2 separate regions of the Mus musculus genome follow, and region 2 is linked to region 1. A link is a contact called in public Hi-C data. All regions are on one chromosome and are shown on one strand. Each heading gives the region's core, a stretch centred on a gene start, on an enhancer-like site or on the middle of the called end of the contact. The rest is flanking DNA. Distances are from core to core; before and after follow the strand shown. Region 1 overlaps Gm45959 (a long non-coding RNA gene). Region 2 has its middle 62 kb from the start of Gm30056.

Region 1 (3,410 bases), core at 834-3,333:
CTGCCATTGCAGCTTCCGGACACTGCGCTTGCCCAGGTAGAACATCTTGAATACTTCCTGAAGTCTGACCATCTCTGGAGGGAGGCGCACTTTCATGGGTGTGTATGTGGCCCAGTAGCCCATGGTGAGTATGTTCACCGTGAGGTCAATGGGGCCTGGTGCACTTTGGTTCGCATATGCTGTTTGAAGTGAACCATGAGGTCTTTGGAGAGCTCCATGTCCTTGGACATGCCCTCCAGCTTGCTGGTAAATGCAGCTCCACACTCTGCGTATGTGAAAAAAGGGTGAGATAGAGCTGGCATGGTGCCCGCCCGGGGACCGGCCCACCCTGAGCTCACCACACTTGAGCTTGGACAGCACGGACTTCTCTGCATCCATCGACGCTCTCTTCCCGACCAGCAGCAATTTTGCCATGTCTTTCTTATAAAACGTTTCAAAGACGTCTTTACCATGGATGAAACAAAATAGAGACATGATCCTGTCCAGGATCCTCTCCGGCTCCTCGTCGGTTGCTTTTTTGTTGCCCTCATCACCTAGCAATGAGCTCTGCAGGCTTGTATGTTCTCTTGTTGATGAACATCTCGAAGGACTCCTTCATCGGGTTGATGAAGCACTCATTCCTCTGGAAGCATACCTCCACCATGTGGTCCACTTTGTCCTCAAATTCCAGCAGGTGTTGGACCATGTCTTTGTCTTTCTCAGGATTGATGACAATGGTTGTCCCAAAGTCGTGAACAAAGTGGAGAGGCTGTGGACAGGAGGCTGCTTTGGAGTTTGCTAAGCACACTCTCAGATCTCCGGGTGCAGAAAGACTCATTTAACCTGAAGTTCTAGGAAGAGACTGTCTATGCTGCTGAAGGTCAGAGGCTGATGCAGGACAGGGAGGTTCTAGAATACCTTAGCCATGTGAGGAAACGTCTAGAAGAGGAAGCAGACCGAGTGATCACCTTCTTAGACCACAGCACACAAAAACCTTTGGCTGCCTGTGTGGAGAAACAGCTTTTAGGAGAACATTTGACAGCAGTTCTGCAGAAAGGGCTGGAGCTCCTGCTGGGTGAGAACAGGCTACCCAACTTCACCCAGATGTACCAGCTCTTCAGCCGGGTGAAAGGGGGGCGGCCACGCTGCTGCAGCACTGGAGCCATCAAGACGTCTTAAAGCTTGTCCATCATGACTTCTCTCCACCCGAGAAACTTTTACACGACCTCAGGTTTACAGGGGCACAACGTACAAACAAAATATTGACTGATGGCCAATCACAAATTTATTTTAAAGCGATTCTTTAGTGTACATATGATTCAATCATTTATTAAAGATTAAAATCAATTTGCATCCTGATGAGATGGTAGGGATTGTTTAGCAAACACAGTACAGCACAGCAATATGCTAATGCATGCCAAGGACTGATAGTAGCAAGATATTAAAAGTCTTTGTTATCCATAATGACATCACTTTATGGCAGTATAGAAACCTTTAGATGTACAATGGCAACACTGTGCTTCCTGGCATGCAACGATCTCCATTCTGAGCTGCATTTCGGGCAGCTTGTGATGGTGTCGTGGGGTGTGATGTGCGCAGAGTGCAAAGTGCACATACGTGTTCAGATCTGAGGCTGCACATGCGTTCTCAGACCTGAGGCTGCATTGATTCCCCATGATGCAATGTGAACAGTAACTACCAAAGACAACTCAACTTTTGTGTGTTTTATTTTGAATTAATTTAGGGGGCTCTGTGCCTCCAGAAACCCTTTACACTTGCCAGATTTTTATAGCTCTTACATTCAGTTACACAACCCCAGTCAGGGTTATGACCCACAACTAAAGAAGCTTTGAGTTCAATAAGATAGAGAGTTCGACTCTTTCCCCTCACTCTCCCCAGACATAGACAAGCCCTTCATTTATGGGTTACAAGGCCAGACACTAACCTTAAGAATGCCCATTCTTTATCTCCTACATGACAAACTAAATTGTGTATCCCTGCGCCCTAAAGACGACCAACATGACACAGGACTGAGCGTTCCTTATTCATCTGTCTGAGATCCCCCTCTGATGACATAAACAGACACCGCTGGCAAACCATCTGGATGTGGCTTGTGTGCTCTTCCCTATCAAGTCTAAGGCAAAGCCTCCCTCCCCGAACACTCTGCCCCTCAGCTCTGGACAGCTCACTTTATTACAATATTCTGGAAATTTCCCATTCGTTGCTTGTTCTGGTTTGTTCCTTTAATAGTCCACAGACATAACTACAGAAACATACTGTACGGAGACACCAGGTACAAAGGGTCAGATTCACCAAAAACACAGAGCAGCTTGCTGTTCTGGACACAGAGCTCTGGCTGGGGCCAAAGCTCAAGAGACTTCAGGGGGGACAGCAAAGCTGAGAACCTTGCATATTGAAGTTAGCTTTTGATCTTTAATGCTGTGGTGTTCCTGCCTTCATCCCAGCCCTTCTTGAAGACTAAGTGACTTGGCCACTAGCAGCGAACAGGTCCTGTAAGGGAGGAAGAAAGTAAATATTAAAGGTGTCACTGAAAAGAACACTGTACCCTACAGTGGAAACCTTTGGCTGACAAATCCTTAAAATCCTCAGAAAAAAAAAATCAGAAAAACTGTATGTCCGCTAGTACATTTTTAACTCAATATTGACACTCCAGTCTCTTTCCCAGGTGCTGGGATTACGGACACGCACCGACGTGCGGGGCTACAAGATTTGTCTTTAAAAGTTTAAAGAGTTCTGTAGAATTTGGGGATTTTAAGGATTTGCCAGGAGAGCACAGTGCATATTAAAGCAAGCACACACTGTAGTGAATAGAAAGGAGGACTTTTCTTATGATAATGTCACTCGGCTCTTTAAATCCTATTAAACATTTAAAATTTTTATTGCAATCTTTTACTGTGTGACTGTGGGAGAGGGGGGAGTACATTCATGCCAAGCAACCGCACATGTGTGGAGGTCAACGGGCAACTGGAAGCAGGTGATTCTCCTTTCACCCCGAAGTTCCAGGAATCATATTCTGGGTGTCAGGTTTAGCAGCAAGCTCTTTGTTGTCTGTTGAGCCATCTTTCCAACCCCTGATTTTATTTTACAGGCACACACACACACATTAGCCCCCAAAATTATTTCTAAAATAATGTTAAATGACAACTTTTTAGGGCCCTTCTATTGTATTGACCACACACACACAAAAAAAAAAAAAAATTCAAAGTTGCCTCGTTGTACAAGGTACTCTTATCCTATTGTTAAAATCAATATTCTAAGTTTAGAGCACGGAAAAAAATCAGGACTCTTTCATGCCCAGACTCATGCCTGTAACTCATTCACTCCTGTCTTATTTAATCCAATACAAGCTGACCATGAAGGAGGTACTATAATAATGCATTTACTATATTTTTGAAACACATCAAGATCCA
Region 2 (3,466 bases), core at 957-3,456, 100 kb after region 1:
CTGCCGATTCCCGTCCATTGCTTAAACAAACTTCCTTTCTGGCTTATTTTCCATAATGTGACCATTCTGGGCTCGTTCAGACCACAAAGAGAGATCAGTTATTAATCTAGGTCTGTGTAGGAAAGAAAAAGACTATTTTTGCTTCTAAAAGCTTTAAGAGGGGGGAAAAAACTTAACCTAGCTCCTTGGAGCTTCTCTGTAGCTTTGCGGGAAGCCGAACTGGAGCAGAGGCAGGCAAGCAAAGGTGGGCTCGTTTCACAGGGTGTGAGGAAGAGCTTTAATGGCTGGCATCCCAGCATACTGAAGCCTGCAGCAAACGAAGCTGAGATGAGAGTTCAAAGCCATCCTGAACTACTTAGTCATAATCCACACAAAACACATGAACTTACAAAAAACTTGAGTTCACAGATTTGCTGCAGGCCGTCTGTCTCTAAGCCACTATCTAGTGTCTTCAGCCAGAGCCGGGAGAGTTTTGTAACTGACATAGACATTCGGGGGGGGGGGGTAAAAAGCATGCATGCTGTGCATTTATGCATGACTTCTGCTTAACAGGCCTCAAGCAAGAGAGCCAAAAATATGCCAGAACTTCATAAAAACAGGAGAAAGAAAAAAAAACTAGCTATTTGGCAGTCCCAGTACCTAGAGATATGAATGTGTTCAGCATGAAGGTAATGTGAACAATTGCAGCTTTTCAAAGTCAGAAAAAGACAAAGGAAGGCCAACTTCCTTGACAATGGCGGATCCCCCATCCCCAGGCGGTCGCAGGAATCAGGCTCAGGGTGAGCATTTGATGAGTGAGGAGGGCAGCATCCAGGATGGGCCTCATGGGTGGGAAGGCTGGGGCTCGCCCTCAGCGGAGAGCAACCTGGCCTATGCTTACTTAAAATGTTCCTCCTTTGCTTTCATTCCTCTGGGACTCAGGAGCTGTGCCCAGCACCCCACGGTAGGTGAGAGTTCCGCCACTGAGCTGGATCCAAGCCTGGGGCTACATTGCCTTTTTCATAAGTCCTTCCACACTCCTCAGAGCAAATTCGACAGTTTAGAAAAACACATTTCTCAAATCTATAAACAAAACAGGCGCTTTAATGATAACTTAGGATGCTGTTAGCCAAACTGATCCAGAAGAAAAAAATTATACACAAACTAACTTTTTAGGATTTAATTTGTATTTTATGAACATCTGGGGGGAAAAAATATAATTTGAAAATAGAACCTATGGCTTCACAAGCATTAAATATGGAGATAAGGCCACTGAGAGGCCAAAAGGGGGACAGGTCCCCAAGGAAGCGTCCCCCAACTAAGAACCATAGCCCCATAGCCTGGGACGTCAGAGCAGCAGAGTCGGCAGCCAGTCAAAATCACGTGCAACTTGGTACTGCAGAGTTCTACCCTGTGCTGCCAATGACAAAAATAAGTTCATTTGGCCACCAACAGAGTCTTACACACCCAGCAGGGAAATATAACCAAAGAGGAAAATAATTAGTAACATCACAAAACAAGTCCCTACCAGGCCCCAACCTGGACTGTCATGTGACCCAGCTTAGCTAGGTACCTCGTACTTCTGAAGTCCTACAAAGGCAGTCATCAGATACCAACTATAGCCAATTAAATAGAACCCCTTGAGTCACCAACACGCAACCTGTACATTCTAATTGGCCATGAGTAAATGCATCTCCCGTGGTGATTTTCTCCTGTGTAATGGGGGCTTCAAACAATCCCGGTCTCTGCCCCATAATGAAGCAGGCTCTCCCTGCTGCTTGCTTCCCTGAGGAGTGAAGCCGCTTTCAGTCCAAGCCTACTGCTCTCTTCCTCCTCCCTGCCAAGGTTCTGACTCCTAAGATTCCTTCTTCTCTTCCACATTTTAAGTCCCTGCCTCTCTCAATGGCTAATCAGATTTACTTCTTCTGACATTAAATAGATTCAACTTCTAATGGTTTTAAACTGCCCTGTGGAGAGCTAGGCTGAGTCTCTGGGAACCTGCTCAACTGAACACAAACCCTTTCCATGGGCATCTCGGCTGTCTTGCAGGGACAGCCAGCCATGGCCTCAACTTTCTCAGGCTCCATGAAAGGCATTTTCTTTTCTTTAAGATTTATTTTTTATGTTGTATATGTGAGTGTTTTGCCCGCATGTGTCCGTGTGCACCACATGTGCATCTGGTGCCTGCAAAGGTCATAAGAGTGTGTTGCCTCCCCTGACACAGGAGTTACAGATGGTTGTGAGCCACAATACAGTTCTGGGAACAGAACCAAACCTAAGCCCTCTCCAAGAGCAGCAACTGTTCTTAACTTCTGAGCCATCTCTCCAGCTAAAAAACAAAACAAAACAAAACCTCTACAGTTCAATCTTTCCTTTGTCTATTTAAATCCTGGGCATCCTGTGTATATTCTTTGAGGACTTGAATCATCTCTGCCTCCCCATCAACTAGACAGAAACATGTGCCTTAGCTCCACCCCTTTCAAGGTCACATTTAATCAGAATGCACCCTTCCATCACAATCCGAAAGCGCCCTACCTGGGCAATCCGAAAGCGCCCTACCAGCGTGAACCAAAGGAGTGGCTACTACATCGCTGGCAAAAGCTGCAAACTTCACTCTCAACTGGCAGGTAGGGAAATGGCTGGGGGTGGGGGTGGGGAATCTTAATTCCATTTTTACTGGCCAAAGAGGACGCCTAGAACTCACAAACCAAACTGCACCAACCAAAGAATTTTCAGTAATAGAACAGTGGAATTACCTTGCAGTGCGTGGACTTCAGAGTTGATCACATGCGGTGATTTGAATGAGAAACGTCCCTCATAGGCTCATGTATTTGGTCCCTAGTTGGTGATGCTGTTTGGGGAGTTTATGGGAGTTCGGGAGCATTAGGAAATGCAGCCTTGCTGGAGGACATAAATCACTGGGGTACAGCTTTCAGAGTTTATAGCCCCGCCCCACTTCAATAGGAAGGAAGAGAAGGAAGGAAGAGAAGGAAGGAAGAGAAGAAAAGAAGGGAAGGAAGGGAAGAGAAGGAAGGGAAGGGAAGGGAAGGGAAGGGAAGGGAAGGGAAGGGAAGGGAAGGGAAGGGAAGGGAAGGGAAGGGAAGGGAAGGGAAGGGAAGGGAAGGGAAGGGGTTCCCTGAAAGATCCAAAGCTAGCTCAGAATGTGTTTAGGGCAAGGCACTAGGTCTGGAGAAACACTCTGATCAGAAATGGTCTTCATCTTAGCCACCTCATTCTGCTACCCCACATGAAGGACCAGTCCCACCGAGGGTCAGATCACTGGCTCCGCCTCTGTCATTTCTCCCCCTGCCCTTACCAGCACTCCAGCTCTGTCACTACCACCACCACCCTCCCTGCCTCCCCCCACACACACAGCTAGCCAGCCCAGGTGATGTTTCCTGTTCTGTGTGTTTGTGCACAAGTGCATGTGTGCACTTGGGGAACAAGCTGGAGTGCTGTAGTGGGAAGACTTCCATGGCATCAGCAC

What was found. A called contact is a pair of places that touch in the nucleus more often than the background predicts.
Region 2: a contact with region 1 is called in a Hi-C map of uterus, with 2.9 times the contacts expected there. The contact joins two enhancer-like sites. A contact is called at or near these places in 2 of 484 Hi-C or Micro-C datasets (cerebral cortex and uterus) and 3 of 9 other capture datasets (adipose tissue, liver and pancreatic islet).

The regions. Positions count from the first base shown.
Region 1 is chr6:140,056,853-140,060,262 of GRCm38.p6, forward strand. All of the region lies in intron 2 of Gm45959 (a long non-coding RNA gene), which reads right to left. It also overlaps the pseudogene Gm44156. Among named protein-coding and RNA genes, the nearest start is that of Gm45959, 11 kb to the right of the region's middle. Within about 2 kb of position 2,084, at least 4 of the 459 cell types and tissues checked have an H3K27ac peak or open chromatin away from gene starts, as enhancers often do. A contact at or near this core is called in uterus, where this site is marked.
Region 2 is chr6:140,161,200-140,164,665 of GRCm38.p6, forward strand. No RefSeq gene overlaps it. Among named protein-coding and RNA genes, the nearest start is that of Gm30056, 62 kb to the left of the region's middle. Within about 2 kb of position 2,207, at least 7 of the 459 cell types and tissues checked have an H3K27ac peak or open chromatin away from gene starts, as enhancers often do. A contact at or near this core is called in uterus, where this site is marked.